Regions from separate parts of the Mus musculus genome. Here region 2 is linked to region 1. A link is a contact called in public Hi-C data. All regions are on one chromosome and are shown on one strand. The core of a region is the stretch at or near the end of the contact, and the rest is flanking DNA. Distances in the headings are between cores, read along the strand shown.

What was found. Hi-C and Micro-C count contacts between places; a contact is called where the count stands out from the background.
Region 2: a contact with region 1 is called in a Hi-C map of cortical neurons, with 1.6 times the contacts expected there. The contact joins the promoter of Gnb5 here to the enhancer-like site in region 1. A contact is called at or near these places in 4 of 39 promoter capture datasets (the 3T3-L1 cell line, the C10 cell line, the SN4741 cell line and 1 more), 3 of 484 Hi-C or Micro-C datasets (the C10 cell line, cortical neurons and nephron progenitors) and 3 of 9 other capture datasets (adipose tissue, liver and pancreatic islet).

The regions. Positions count from the first base shown.
Region 1 is chr9:75,194,610-75,202,121 of GRCm38.p6, reverse strand. It overlaps Myo5a (myosin VA), which reads right to left. Exons shown (of 41, transcript NM_010864.2): 32 at 5,922-5,996; 33 at 4,386-4,479; 34 at 704-850. Among named protein-coding and RNA genes, the nearest start is that of Myo5c, 34 kb to the left of the region's middle. Within about 2 kb of position 5,546, at least 162 of the 459 cell types and tissues checked have an H3K27ac peak or open chromatin away from gene starts, as enhancers often do. A contact at or near this core is called in the SN4741 cell line, adipose tissue, cortical neurons and 1 more, where this site is marked.
Region 2 is chr9:75,301,893-75,309,231 of GRCm38.p6, reverse strand. It overlaps Gnb5 (guanine nucleotide binding protein (G protein), beta 5), which reads right to left and starts at 2,944. Exons shown (of 13, transcript NM_010313.2): 1 at 2,859-2,944. Myo5c (myosin VC) reads right to left here. Exons shown (of 41, transcript NM_001081322.1): 41 at 3,781-5,302. The coding sequence ends at 5,150.

The DNA of each region.
Region 1 (7,512 bases), core at 4,297-6,796:
GGAGGTAGAGAATGAAGGACTATGAATTCTAAGTAAGCTTTTGTTATATATCATGTTATAAGCTAGCATGGGCTATACATGAGATCTTGTCTCAAAACCAAAACCAAAATTTTCTGAGTGATCTTAACATGAAACCAGAGCTAACTGGCTTGGCTTCAAGGGAGCCTTACAGATGGATCCTAGACACATGTCCCACACTGATGCTGAATGCTCAGTAAGGACTCCACCACAGCTCTCTAATGTAGTATGAAGTGATGACTCAGAGACTTCAGAGCTAGGCCTGCCAGTGGATCCTGTCTATGGCCTTCAACGCTGAGAAAGCTGAAGCTGAGTGGTAACTCCCAGGGCCTTTGGACAACATGACAGGACCACTGCCTGGACAACACAACAGGACCACTGCCTCAAAAGAAGTATTACAACTTAATTTTTAAAAACCATTTATTTGTTTTGCATGTGCTGTGTGAGGGCCTGTGTGAGTGTCTGTGGAAGCCCAAGGACAGTCTGCAGGGCTCTGTTTCTCTCAGAATAGAATAGGCCTAGACTAGCCTCAGATCATCAGGCTTAGCAACAAGCACCATTGCACAATCCTGACAGTCAAGAAAATAATTTAAAGAGAATATTAAATCAGACTTCAAACCTTAGTGACGAGTGTTTCTAGCACTGCCCTGGCTGAGAGGAATCTTCCCATGGAGAAAGCACTTGCCTAGAATCAGGTTCTTCACTAGCTTCTGCTCATCCTCCCTTTTGTACTCCAGCATTCCTTGGAAATCCTTTTCTTTCCGGGGAATGTTGACTGGCCGGATAGGCTCATCGATGATCTGTCCTGGAGATATGTTCTCCATCTGCCCCACTTCAGGAGAAATAAAAAAGGGAGAGAAATGTTCTTCAGGAGGAAAAGGGCTCCATGCTCTTGTAAAGCAAGCAGACTCTATAAGAACCGAGGCTCCTCATCTCTGCCATTTAGCTTCCCACTCCCATTTAAGATGTTTTTCCCTGCTCAAACTGGGTAAATAGCAACATTAAAGGGTAATTTTGCTCTGACAGCTTTAGAGCCTGATACACAGGTAGTAACATCAAAAAGCTACCCAAAACCTGGCAAGGGGTTATGTTTTGTGTCAGATTTACTTTGAAAGTATCCACAGCATCACAGAAAAGTCCCCACATATACCACTTAACATATTTGCTAACAAAAAGTAGTTAAACTCATGATTAGCTAATTTTCAGACAATTTCTTACAAGTAGAAAAATTCTGGAAAGACGGATCTAGAGCAGAGAAATCAGAAGGCCAAGGTTCTAGATCTACTATCTAACAGGTAGGGTATTGAAGGTTGAGGTTCTAGACCTACTATGTAATAGGCAGGGTGTTGAAAGCTGTGGTTCTAGAGCTACACTATCTAACAGGCAGGGTGTTGAAGACTCAGGCTCTAGACCTACTATGTAACAGTCAAGGTGTTGAAGGCACAGGTTCTAGACCTACTATTTAACAGGCAGGATATTGAAGGCTCAGGCTCTAGACCTACTATGTAACAGTCAAGATGTTGAAGGCTCAGGTTCTAGACCTACTATCTAACAGGCAGGGTATTGGGTAAATAACTTATAGTTCTAGGGTTTTGTTTTGTTTTGTTTTGTTTTTTAAATCAAAAAAGTTCCTGGCTTCTAGGATACTTTCAGGTCTGACTTTTTTTTTTTAAATGAAAATCAAGATATAACACCTACTCCTGGATTAAAATAGAGCACCATGAAGACCAGATTTTGAAACACTCTCTACTTAGCTGCATAATTTCTATTTTCCATTTTTTTCTCTTAAAAAGTGTTTTATAAAAAGTGTCCTCAATTAAATATAGTCCACAGGAAAGGCAAGAATCTTGCTATTTCAATTTAAGGCTAAAGGGTTTAAATGTTTTAACACATTAAAAAACATTAATATGCATTAATAAACTTTTATTAGATGGTGCTTTGTTGCACAAAGACTGGTATTTTTCTATAGAACACAGACCCAGAGAGAAAGAGATGAGTGTCAGAAGAGTGTGTCACGTTTATTCACTACTTTGGCAGGGTGTAGACAATGGACACCTAGGGAGGTACCCTAGGCATATGAGCCTATTTCATTTTAGCTAGATGCAAATAATTTAACTCAAAATATAAATTTTCTTAAGAATAAATATGACTTTTTCTTATTTAATCCATGAGCTTCTAGCATAAATACTATTTTTTGCTTGGCTATCAGGACAGTTTAGCTGAAAAGTTTGATTTCTAATTGATAATAGCCCAATAGCATCTTGAAATATCTTCTCTCTTTAATTACATTTCAAAGCATACCATTTAAGAAACTGATTTCAAATGTGAGATAAAAACGGTTTTTATATTTATTCACATTCATTAATGTTGGCAAAGAGCCACTAATTTAATAACCTTACAGGTTAATACCCTTATAGCAGAGTTTTTACAAATACTCTCCTGTCTTGCCATGGCGTCAGTTCAGTGTAGAAAGTTCTCTGTAAAAAAGAACCTGGATTTCTAAGTACTGCTGATAAACATTATAGCTCATATATATAAACCTGGGGTTTGAAGCTTTTTCTTCTTGTATTTGTATGCATGGAATATATGCATGTTCATGTAAGCATGTAGGTCGATGCACATGTGTGTATGTGAAGGCTCAAGGTTATATTGGGTATCTTTCTTCATTTATCTCTACCTCATGTGTTGAGAGGTAGAGTCTCTCCCTGAACACAGAGCTTGTTGTTTCAGCTTGTCCAGCTAGACAGTTTGTGGGAAATCACCTGTCCCTGGCACTTTAAACCTAGGATTGCAGGCAGTGGTCATGCCTGACAGCAGCTTATGCAGGATTTTGGGATCCAGTCCTCACAGTTTTATAGCAAGTGCTTTATACACCAAGGCAGCTCCCCAGCCCCTGGAGTTTCACAAGTTTTAATGTAATATATGAATAATGTAATGTTAATGGTCTATACAAAATATGTGGTTATAAAGTAATTGTTCTGATATCTAAACAAACATTTCAGTATTTGCATATTAATGAGAGTAATAACCTCTTTGACATTAACATCTGTGGCACTATATGCTCTAAATATTTTTAAAACTTATTTATTCAGTCAAGAATAGAAGGGTTATCAAAGGTCAGAAACTATGTTCATTGTTGTAACTGTGAAAAATAAGAGGTGATTTCCATGCCCAGAAAGCTCTTAGTCAAGCATAGAAACCAGTAATTCAAACAGAAAAACTGCCAAAAATTTAAGAGTGAAAAACCATAGAAAGTATGAACCAAATACAGAAAGCAGGTCCTGAGGTTGGTGGTGCGATCAGGATGCTTCTGAGGATGTGACAAGTGCCTTTAGTTCCACAGAATGAGCAGGGCTTGACTGGGACTGCCAGACAGACGGAAGAACAGTTATGACTCAGTGTGATGGAGTGGTGGGCTCTTTCTATCCTTTGTGCCACATGAGAGTCACAAAGATGACAAGTAGAGAATATGATAGATGGCCAGGATGAGCACATCATTTGTGGTTAAAATGGCTTAAAGGGAATTTTATCTTTGAAGTTCTGTTCCTCAGGTGCCTTGAGATGTGAGAGGGTGGCTGGAATGAACTCAGTGGTTGCTTTGGTCTCACTCACAGCTGGATCTCAAGCACCTGCAACTGCACCAGCACCTAGGCACACGCAATAAAACTTGCTGGATGATCAGACTAACTCACAGGACAACAGCAGTATGCTTCCATGGATTTTTTTCTCAAGGAGCATACCTTTTTTATATAGAAATGATTTTAAAAATCATGTTTCTTTATAATTATAATTCATATTTCCTGATTAATTTCTTTTTTTTTATTAGGTCGTGAGTTCTTTGAGGATACTCTACCACATTCCCTTTTGTAGCTCTAGTGGTAACAATTAGATTGTGTGTAGCAGGTATGTTGCTATTGCAGATGTGCCGCCCACATTAACTCATTCAGTTCTTAGAGACCATGTTTGAGAGGCACCATTATCATTCCCAGTGAGGATGTGGGAAAACTGAGGCATGGAGAGGCTCAGCACCACGCACATATTCTGAGCCTAGTAGGTAGGAGAGAGGCACAGGACTTGAATCAAGAAGCTGGCTCTAGAATCCTTGCTCTTAAGCACATGCTGTACTGACTAGGGCAGACTCTGGCATGTGTTAGCTGTTTGTTGAATGAATTTTCTCCCTTTGTAACTTACTGTTATGTTACTAGGAAAATTATTCCCATACATAGAAGAATTTTTCATTCCGCAGAGGTTAAGATTGTCAAAAGTAATTTTGATTATTTTCTCTAAAAACTCACCTGTAACTCTCTACCAGGTCACTAGCAATGGACATAAAATTTGACAAATGCTGTTAAAAAATGTTTAAGTACCTTCTAGTTCACCAATTTTTTTGGCAAAGACTTTCAGTTGTTTCTTCAGTTTCCGGACAGTTTTATCCTGCTTTTCAAGTTGTTCCATCAGATCCTAGGATCAAAATGAGAATTATGTCAGAAAGATGAGAACAGGCTCAGCACAGGCACAAAGGGCGCACAGATGGAATCACAGCAACACACTGTTAGTTTCACATAAAAGCTGCAGGTGGAGCCACCGCCTGGCTCAAACTGGCAGACAAAGGAGGTGCAGCTCCGGTGATGGCAAGGCTTTGACACTGCGGTGAGTGAAGGCAAGGCTGACACTGCAGTGAGCTCCTTACAGCTACAGCCTACAGCGTGATGGAAGCCTCCCAGCAGGCTCCTATGGAAACATCTCAGACTCACTGTCACTTGTGAGGGGGACTGGGCAAAGATGAGCTCTGATGAGTGCATACAAGGTCTGTGAGAGCTGAGGACAGCTGCACTTAGGAAAAGACTGACCCTCCGTGAGTAAAGCACAGCTATGCGTTACCTGTTCTAAACTCAGCCTTAACGCCTACGAAACATGAAGAAGTTGGGGAAACTAAAAGTAAGCTGAGCCAGGTGTTCTGGCATACACCATTAATTCAAGTACTCAGAAGGCAGTAGTGGGTGGATCTCTGTGAGTTCAAGGCCAGCCAGAGTTACATATAGAGACTGCCTTAAAAAAACAAGCCAAACAAAACCAAATCAAACAACAAAAAAGTAATAACAACAAAAGGATAAAGAACTTTCTGCTACATAGCATGAAGGTACATGACTATAACCCAAGTACCAGGAAGTCAGAGAGAATTCAAGGCCCGCCTGGGTTGTAGTGAAAGCTTGCCTCGGGGTGGGAGTGGGGTTCTGCTGGCATAAGACCCAAATGCCAGGTAATAAAAGATACCCACAAATCTTGCACAATATATATATTTAAAAAAAATGAAGTTTGAGTGCCTAATGTAAAATGTGAAAAAGAGAGAAAGAAAACCTGTGTTTTTAAATGGAAGGTAAGATACTGGCTTTATTTAGTAAAGAATTCTCTCCAAGGACAGGCAGTTAGATACTCAGGAAGAGGGAAGTGGGCATGACCAGACTAAGAAAGCTTCGAAAGGTCAGACATGAGTCAGTGGAGCTGGCTGGGGGTTGCCACTGAGTCTTAGAGAAGAACAGCATTTGATAATGCTGATTCATTCTCTAGCTTGCTCAGAACTGGGCTCAGACATCTGACTAGTGATTCTGAGGAAACAGCTGCTCACATTCCCAGTGCTGGGTTATGCTTCCTGAATTTGACTCTATCTTTGAAATCAATTGCTTCCATCACACTGTAAGCCTTGGGTTAACAACAAACCAAACACAGTGGACACGGGACACCAAAAGATAGCTGGCTAAAGATAGCTGTGGGGGGTGGGGGGAAGAGATTTTGTGAATATTTTTGAAGAGACCTCCTGGGCAGTGACAGACAGCAGTGTGCTCTTCAGTTAGAGAAGGCTAGAAGTAGCAGAGGACAACAGAAAAGCACTGTGTTTTACATACAATCATCCTTTTGTAAAGTGAAATCCGATAGGATTGATACTTCTTAGGGTCATCTGCATATAATTCCTCAAAATACTGAAAAAACAGGTACAATGGATATTTGTTTCTTGTGTCTTTGAGCAAGTGCTACCTCTCAGCAAAATTAACTTAAAAATACTTTAAAACACATGTAACGAAACTATATCTACTCACAGGTTCCAATTTGCCACCTGCTATTACCATGTATAGATGAGTCTCTATTTCACATGAACAGTGGAAATAGGTGATGGCCAGGATGTTGTCACTAGAACAGGGAACCATAGTGACCAGAGAAGGCTGACGTTTCAGTTCCCAGCATTTTACTGCTCCCTCACATGTGACTCTCTCAAGCTGCTGCTTGTCCAGTCACTATCAGAGCAGCAAGGGCAAGGAAGGCAATGACATAAAAAGGCAGGAAGGAGCACTGCTAGCACCCCGGTCCTGTTTGCAACTTGTGGAGCTGGTGAGAGGCAGCATGGGGAGACCTGTGAAGCCTGTGCACCTGAGGAGTAAGAAAGCCATTCCTATGTGTGCTGGTGTGTGTTCAGTGTGTGTGCGTGTGTGTTCATGTGCAGCAAAACTTCAGAAGCACTAAGCCCAGACGTGCTTACCTTAATATTCTGCTCAAGTGAATCCTAACAAATGTGTAATTAAAACTGAGAAAGAATATCCTTTCATACACTTGACTTTGATAATATTCTTCAAATTAGCAGTCAGTGTAACGAATGGCACAAGCAGATGATCTGCAAAGGATAGCCTAAAACAAACTAACCAGAGACTTCTATTTTGAGTGTAAGGTTTGTTCATTTCTGAGTTAGATACAAAATACTGATAGTACAGAAGAGTTATAAGGGTGAGCAACACTTGATTAACTTAGTGAACAAATTTAGAATCTGCCACCCAGAAACAAACCCATTTCACACACTGTCAGCATTTTAAGGCAATCACTCAGAAGCAAAGAATCTGTACACTGATCAGTCAGTATTATTCCACATATTTATCAATTAATCATCAACAGCATTGTTAGTCATATCAGCAAAGAGAGTAAAACATAACTTTTGAAGAACATTTTCTGACTCAGAAGCCGTCCCTATCAAGGTGCAGTTGCTCTGAAAGAGCACAGGCACCGTCCTTGCTCCTCCCCAACTCCTACCACGGAGCTTCATACACACAGTAGACTGGAAAGAAAACACTTTTTCCAATCTAGGTAAAATATGGGTGAACATATGGTGGTAGAGAACTATCTGTACTCTCAGTTATCACTAATGGAATTAGACCTTCAGAGAAATTCAGACACGTCTTACTGTGGATCTTAAAAGGTATTACTTTTTCATCTGTCACTAGAGAACAGATTTTATGCAAAAATGAATAATTATAATCTTTAACTGACTTTTATGCAATAAGTATATCTGTAAAATTTACATAGATGTAAATGTGATAAAGAAAAATATAGAAGATATTTTATTTTGGTTAAAAAAAATGGAAGGAATAAGAAAAAAGAAGGTCTTAGAGAGTCTGTGTGAGCATTCAGAATCTGGAAGGGGAACAGCAAAATCACCTTCCTCTTTACCAT
Region 2 (7,339 bases), core at 1,695-4,194, 110 kb before region 1:
CACACACACAGAGACACACACACACACAGACACGAACTCATGAACACACACACATGTGCCCATGAACACATACATACACAGACCCCCATGAAAACACACACTCATTTACCTATGAACACACACATGTACCCATTAACACACACTCACATACTCATGAACACAAATGTTTCCATGAACACACATACACATGGGGATTCACACACACATGTTCCCATGAACACACAAGCACATACTCATGTTCACACACACGTGTTTCTATGAGCACACAAGCATATACTCATGAACACACACACAGAGGACATGGAAGAATGTGCTCAGCAGAGCTTGGAGAATGTCTCCTACTCGCCAGCCCTGCTGTGGCTGCTGCTAGTCCCAAGGTCAAGCTGAGACATCAGGTAATAGCATTAGGGAAGAACATCCCTCAAGTGCATCATGCTCGGATTTGTTCTCCCAGAAGTAGGTCAGGGAGAGCACTGCAGGGAGATGAACCAGAGGGAGAGATTAAGAGGAAGAGACTCTCAAGAACTGTAGTGAAGGCTGAGAGCGTCTCCAGGGACAAAGGTCACGAAGGAATAGGTGTGTGTGTGGTGGCAGGGGGCAGTTCATCAGAAATAAAGAAAAAGATCTTGAAAAATTGCTAACGTTCCAAGTTTGAATAGAGACAATACTGTTTTTCTTAGTCTAAATTCCAAGTCATAGACAGCGTTTATAATGTTCATTATAAATAACTGGAAACAGGACATGAAAATAACTGAGTGTGTGCCCTGTAACTGCAGGTCCTGGACCTGTTCACAAGTCATGGTCTCATGGAGTGTCTTCATTGGCATAACTAGTTTGAATAATTGGAATGTGGAAGGGCTGCAGAGATGGCTTAGTGGGTAAGTAGAGGTGCCTGCTGCCAGGGCTGACAACCTGAGTTTGATCCCCAGAACCTACAGGGTAGAAGGAGAGGACAGACTCCCAAGAACTGTCTTCTGTCCTCCACGTGTGTGGCATGCTCATGTCCACACAGATACATGCAGAGTCAAAAAATACATGCCAGAAACAATGTGAGGTGAGGCTGGACCCTGGGCTCAGTTCCCAGCACTGGCATAAAATGCAGAACAAAAGCAAAATGTCCCTGGCATTAAAAACACATCTGAGGGTTTGAAGTAGCATTGCTTTTAGGTAAACAAGGGAAACAATTCAATGCCCATCAAGGGAAGAGCAGGCAGAGAAAACATAGCATGTCCATGAAGCAGGCTTGTTATCTAGCAATAATGAAGACTTGGCCCTGATTCTCACTGCAAGATGATGCACACCAGAGACATCTTTGTGTCTAAAGACAAAATGTCCACATGGTACCATTACAGGAGTGTCCAGGGCATACAAGACAAGTGAGAGCTCATCCATGGGCGATGAGAAGGCAGCGAAGGGAGAATCAGAGATAGCTCCATGCCAATGGGATTTGGGGGTGGGGTGGGGGACGGGGTACCCTGAGTTAAATAACAGCAAAGACTGGCATGCACATCCTTGTGCATAGATGAAAAAAACATCCAAACATTTTAAATACTGAGTTTCATATTGTGGGCCTGATAGCTCAATGAATTTTTTAAAAAGTGGGCAAAAATATTTGTGTAGTGACTCTTCAAATGAGGCTATTCAGGCAAGTCCCATGCAGAAAGCTGCTACCCAGAATCATTGGTCAGAGTCAGAGGTTAAAACCACAATGTGACACAATTAGCTATACCCAAGAATTCCTAAAACTTATTATATTTAGAACATGTAGAGGTCAAAGGGCAAACATTTTTGGTAACCAGTTTTCTCATTTCACCATATGGGTTCTGAATATCAAACTCTGGTTCTTGGGTTTGGTGTCTTAGCTTGGCCTGCTGAGCCATCTTGCTGGTGAGGCTAGGATACCTAATTAAAAAAAAATTGATATACAGGGGCTGGAGAGATGACTCAGTAGTTAGAGCACTGGTTGCTTTTCCGAAGGACTCGAGTGCATATTGTGAGGTAGACAACTGCTGTAGCTCCTGCTCCAGGGGATCCAGCACCCTCTTCTGGTCTCCAGGCAACGACACTATTATACCTACCCCGCACCCCAACATGCACATAATTAAAAAAAGATCTAAGACAAAAACTTCTGATATACAAAGCATGGGTGAGGATGTAGCAGCTTTCATTGCCTACATCCGGTGTGGGTACAAAGTGGTTCAACTACTATAGAGAACTGACCAGAAACAAACATATATAAAGAATTGCTGTGTGTGTGTGTGTGTGTGTGTGTGTGTGTGTGTGTGTGTGTGTGACAGAGAGACAGAGAGACACAGAGAGAGAGAGACACAGAGAGAGAGAGAAACCCAGCAATACTACTCCTGAGGTCAATAGAAATACATATTTATTTTCTAAAAAAATCCTACCACTGTCATATCAGCTTTGTTCACAAATAGTCCCAGGCCGGACATTTTGCATGTTCACCAGAAATGGACTGGATTCAAGCAGCAGAATACAACAGACCGGGGCTGAGGCAGGAGCAGGTGGACGCCACAGACCCACTGTGGTCATCCATCTGCTCCATCAGCTGTACGCATGGGGTTTGATTGCAGCTGGGCCAATTCTGAAAACCAATGAAGCTATTTTAAAGATGTTTAATTTGTTTACTGATGCCAACACTAATCTGTTTTTAAAAAATCCCTTTATAGTTTTGAGATAAAGTCGCAAAGGTTGTAGAGAAATTAGAATTTACACAGACCAGAACATAAGCACCCCCCACTGTGCACCCACCACAGGATCCCCATGATCCCGGTCTGTAGGAATCCAGGCATTGATGCAAAATTGAGAGCACAAGTTCCCTGAGGTTAAAGAGTACATACCTTACAGAGCAATGAACACCTGGGGTGGCTGGCCAGAAACGAGGGAGGTTACTGCGGTGGTGTGAAGATTTGAGCCATTGGTCACCTAATCCCTTTTATCTGGACTTGCAGCTCAGGGCCTGCTCCTCCCCATCTGCACACGCATGCTCACTGCCGGCCTCTCACTACCTGCAAGCACACACTCGCTTCTAGAACACTCTGTCTCTCTACATGATTTGGACCCCTCATAACTCCCATGTACCCCTTCCTGGGCCCATTTCTTTGCTCTCTGCAGGAGACAGAATCTGATTTGACCTTATAAATCTGCCTCTACTCCATGGAACAAACCTGACATCCTTGTGCTGTGTGGTGAGAGCATCTCTCAGCGCTGGCCTTCCTTCCAACCTAGGCATGAGTGATTTAGGCCCCGAGTAAGGCCTTCTCCTTTCTCCTCTGTGTATCAACTTATTGCTATCCTCAAGTCTCCTGTCTCCAAACAAGGTCTCCTACACTCGAACCCTTGTCATCGCCATGGGATCTGGCCAATTCTATCCCACCACCTAGCATTACAGATAAAATGTAGAATACGATGGAGTCCAGCCCTCTAGGAACTTACAGGATGGCCAAGGTTACTGGTGCACGACCCAGGTAAATGCTATAAAGTGGGCATGAATTCAAGCCAGAAAACCAGAACCTTAGCATAGTGACTCCTCACAGGGTGAAGGAGGACTGGAGTGGACACGGAGCAGAAACTCAGCCAACCCCATCCTGCCAGGGGGCCAGGGGGCCCCAGACACAGTCAGCAGGGTTTCCATACCTCAGGTGACAGACTGTGACTTGTGGAATTCTAACACCTTTCTGTCTGACCCTCAAGGAGAGACACAGAGCTGTGCGGTGAGAAGGCATGTAATCTACAATGGTAGGAAAAAAATGGTGCATCCAATTTGCTCAATAATTTATTTTATTTAAGTATTATAAAGTTCTATTTTCAGCACTTGGGAACAGTTTGGAAAGCCATCATGTCAGTAGGATGACTACACGTTTAGTAGGTGGTACTGAACAATCAACCGGTCGCCCCAGAGAGGACCATTCTGTGGTGTCACAGCTACTGCCTGTGACCATCAGACTGGAGGGTGGTCAGGTTGCTAGGGGTGCACAGAGTGATGGGTCTCAGCTCTGGGTCAGGAGTGCTCATCAGAGGACTCAGTTCTCTGAAGGGAAGGAAAACAGTTTGAGGGAAGGAATAACTAGTTCTCACAAAACCTGGGAAAAGTGGATTTCTCAAAAGGAAGAGCTTCCCCATATCTTCTGTTGTTGTTTTTTTTTTTTTTTTTCGTGAAAAAAAATTTAAAAAGCATATTAGAACACTGATTAGAAAGAGGAAAAAAAAACTTAAGTTGCACACGTGTGCATGTGTGGTGCTGGGGCCAAACCCAGGGCCAACTGCTCTACCACTGAGTTCTGACCCCAGAGATAAATGTAGTTTTAAAAGAAATAGCTGTATTTAAAAATTAAATGAAAGATTATAATAACTATGTTGGCTAATAACAAGTTTTAAAAATTTCAGAAAAAAGATAAATGGCATAAAATAGATAAATAAAATGCTCTTATTTATTTATATTTATCTATTTATCTATCTATCTATCTATCTATCTATCTATCTATCTATCTATCTATCTATCTATCTCTGAGATGGGTTCTCACTCTGTAGTCAAGGCTGACACTGAACTCGAGATAAATCTCTGGTCTCATCCTCCTGAGTGCTGGGATTCTAGTTATGGGTTACCATGACCTGCTCTTAGACTGAATACCCTCTTAGAGTTTCTAAAGGGAGTAGTTTTCTAATCCAGTCGTCTTTAGTAGGAGGAGCTAACGAGCCCTTCCTGTCAACAGGGATGGGGCAAAAAGACTTTGTTCCAGTGGCCACGTGGAATTCTTTCCTAGAAGGTGTAGGCATGGAACTCAACTGTGGCTTCATACATGTCTCTGCACTTCACGGGAACCCTAGAAATCGGGGGAGTCATGGTGCCTCTAGATTTTACTCCTGTATATATGTGGGTGAGGGGAGGTCCCTGCCACAAAACAAAGGTACCAGGAACAAAACCGAGCCTTCAGGAATTGCAACAATAGCCACTTGAGATCAGAAGCAAGAGCCTTTCCCAGCCCAGCCGGTTGCAAAGCATCATGGGAGACAGGTGGGGCGTGGTTTTTCCTCAAATTGCAACCCATCACAATGCTCTGGTGAATAACTGCATCCCTCCGTGGCACCTGCACTCAGGACTCCAGGGAACTCACGTCCATCTTCTCTCTGGCTACAGTCTCCGGAGAAAGCCGAGCTTGAAGCTGCTGGGGATCTGGGTCATCTCCAGGGCGTGTGGTGAGGCGGTGAAAGGAAATGTGACTTGAAAAAGATATTTGGTATCCAGCATCAGCTGTGCCGAGTCGCCCCGGTTATTCAGAAGAGCCTGAGGTCAGAACCAAGGGGAGGGATCAGGGAACAGGTGCATTCTGGTTCACCACTACTCTGGTTTGCCACTATTCTGGTTCGCCACTACTGAGGTCAAGAGTCAAGAAAACCCAACAGCTCTGTCTCTGTCAGAGAACACCAGCAATCACAGGCTGTGACACCCACGTGGTTTAGGACACAGTTGGGGGCGGGATTTGGGCAAGGGGCGGGTGCGGGGAATAAGCCTATCAGAGCCTTTGGTGCAGCTAGCTCCCAGGAACAGTCACCTGATGTTTCACCCCAAAAGCCCATTCCCATAGGACAGACAGGCTGAGTGTAAATGTGTTTTTATCCCCCTTTAAAAGTTACACTTGGGGCTAGAGAGATGGCTCGGCGGTTAAGATCACTGCTCTTCCAGGGGTCCTGAGTTCAAATCCCAGCAACCACATGGTGGTTCACAACCATCTGTAGTGAGATCTGATGCCCTCTTCTGTTGTGTCTGTAGATAGCTACAGTGTACTTATATAATAAATAAATAAATAAATAAATAAATCTTTAAATAAATACATAAAAGTTACATTTATTCGTGTGTGTGTGTGTGTGTGTGTGTGTGTGTGTCTACACATGTGGAGATCAGAGGACAACTTGTGGGAGTCAGTTCTCCACCATATGGTTCTTCTACCACAAAGGTTCTGGGGTCAAACTGCGGTCTTCAGGCTTGGCAGCAAGTGCCTTTACCTGCTGAGCCATCCTGCTGGCATTTTTTATTCTGATGTATATGTCAAGGTCAAATTCTAAGCCCAGACATGACTGGATCTCAAGATTTTAACATTTGTTTGTTTGTTTTTAAAGATTCATTTATTATTATAAATAAGTACACTGTAGCTGTCTTCAGATGCACCAGAAGAGGGCATAGATCTCATTACAGATGGTTGTGAGCCACCATGTGGTTGTTGGGATTTGAATTTTAGGGCCTTTGCTCACTCTGGTCAACCCCGCTCTCTTAGTCCCTGCTCACTGTGACCCAAAGATTTATTTATTATTATAAATAAGTACACTGTAGCTGTCTTCAGAAAGGGCATCAGATCTCATTACAGATGATTGTGAGCCACCATGTGGTTGCTGGGATTTGAACTCAGGACCTCTGGAAGAGCAGTCATTGCTCTTAACCGCTGAGACATCTCTCCAGCCCTGTTTTTTTTTTAATCAAATGCATTTGTTCCTTTGTTATCAGCATTGCTTTCTACCCTTTACATTTCAAAAAACTGCCAAGTCTTTTAGTCTGCACGCCTTTAGTCCCAGCACTCAGGAGGCAGAGGCAGGCAGATCTCTAAGTTCGAGGCCAGCCTGGTCTACAGTTCCAGTACAGCAAGGGCTACACAGAGAAATTCTGTCTTACAAAACCAACCAAATGCACTTTTAAAATTAAAAAATTTAATGTGTGTGCAGAACCCACAGAGGTCAAAAGGGGGCATCAGATTCTCTGGAGCTGGCATTGTAGGTAATTGGGAGACTCACAATGCAGATGCTGAAAACTGAACTACTGAGCCATCTCTCTGGCCTTACATTATACTCTTAATAATTATGAGGACTCCAAAGAGCTTTTGTATATGTGGACACAACTAGTGATACTTTACCATATTAGTAACTAAAACAGTAATTAAATATTAATAAATTAGGTAAATTGAACATAACATTTTTGTTTAAAAAATAGCTAAATTTTCAGAATGAAAAGCAAAAACAAACAAAAAGGCAGCACAGTGAGAAGCAGGACAGAGGGTCCTCTGTGAACCTAAAGTCTGACCTTGTGGAGATTTTGTGGGATGCCTGCTTCTGTATTCAGTGTGCTGAGGTACATTGCTCTGGATTAAGTATGAGGGAACTCTACCTCATACAGGCACAGCTTTTGCAAAAAGCAAAGGCTCTGCAGACTCTTGGGAGGGTCTCCAGGTTCCCCCAAGATCCCCCTAGTTTACTGGAAGAGAACCTTTGGGGATGATCATGGAAAAATGGGTCTGCAGATCTGCTTCCACTGGGCTCTGCCCATTTGCTCTAT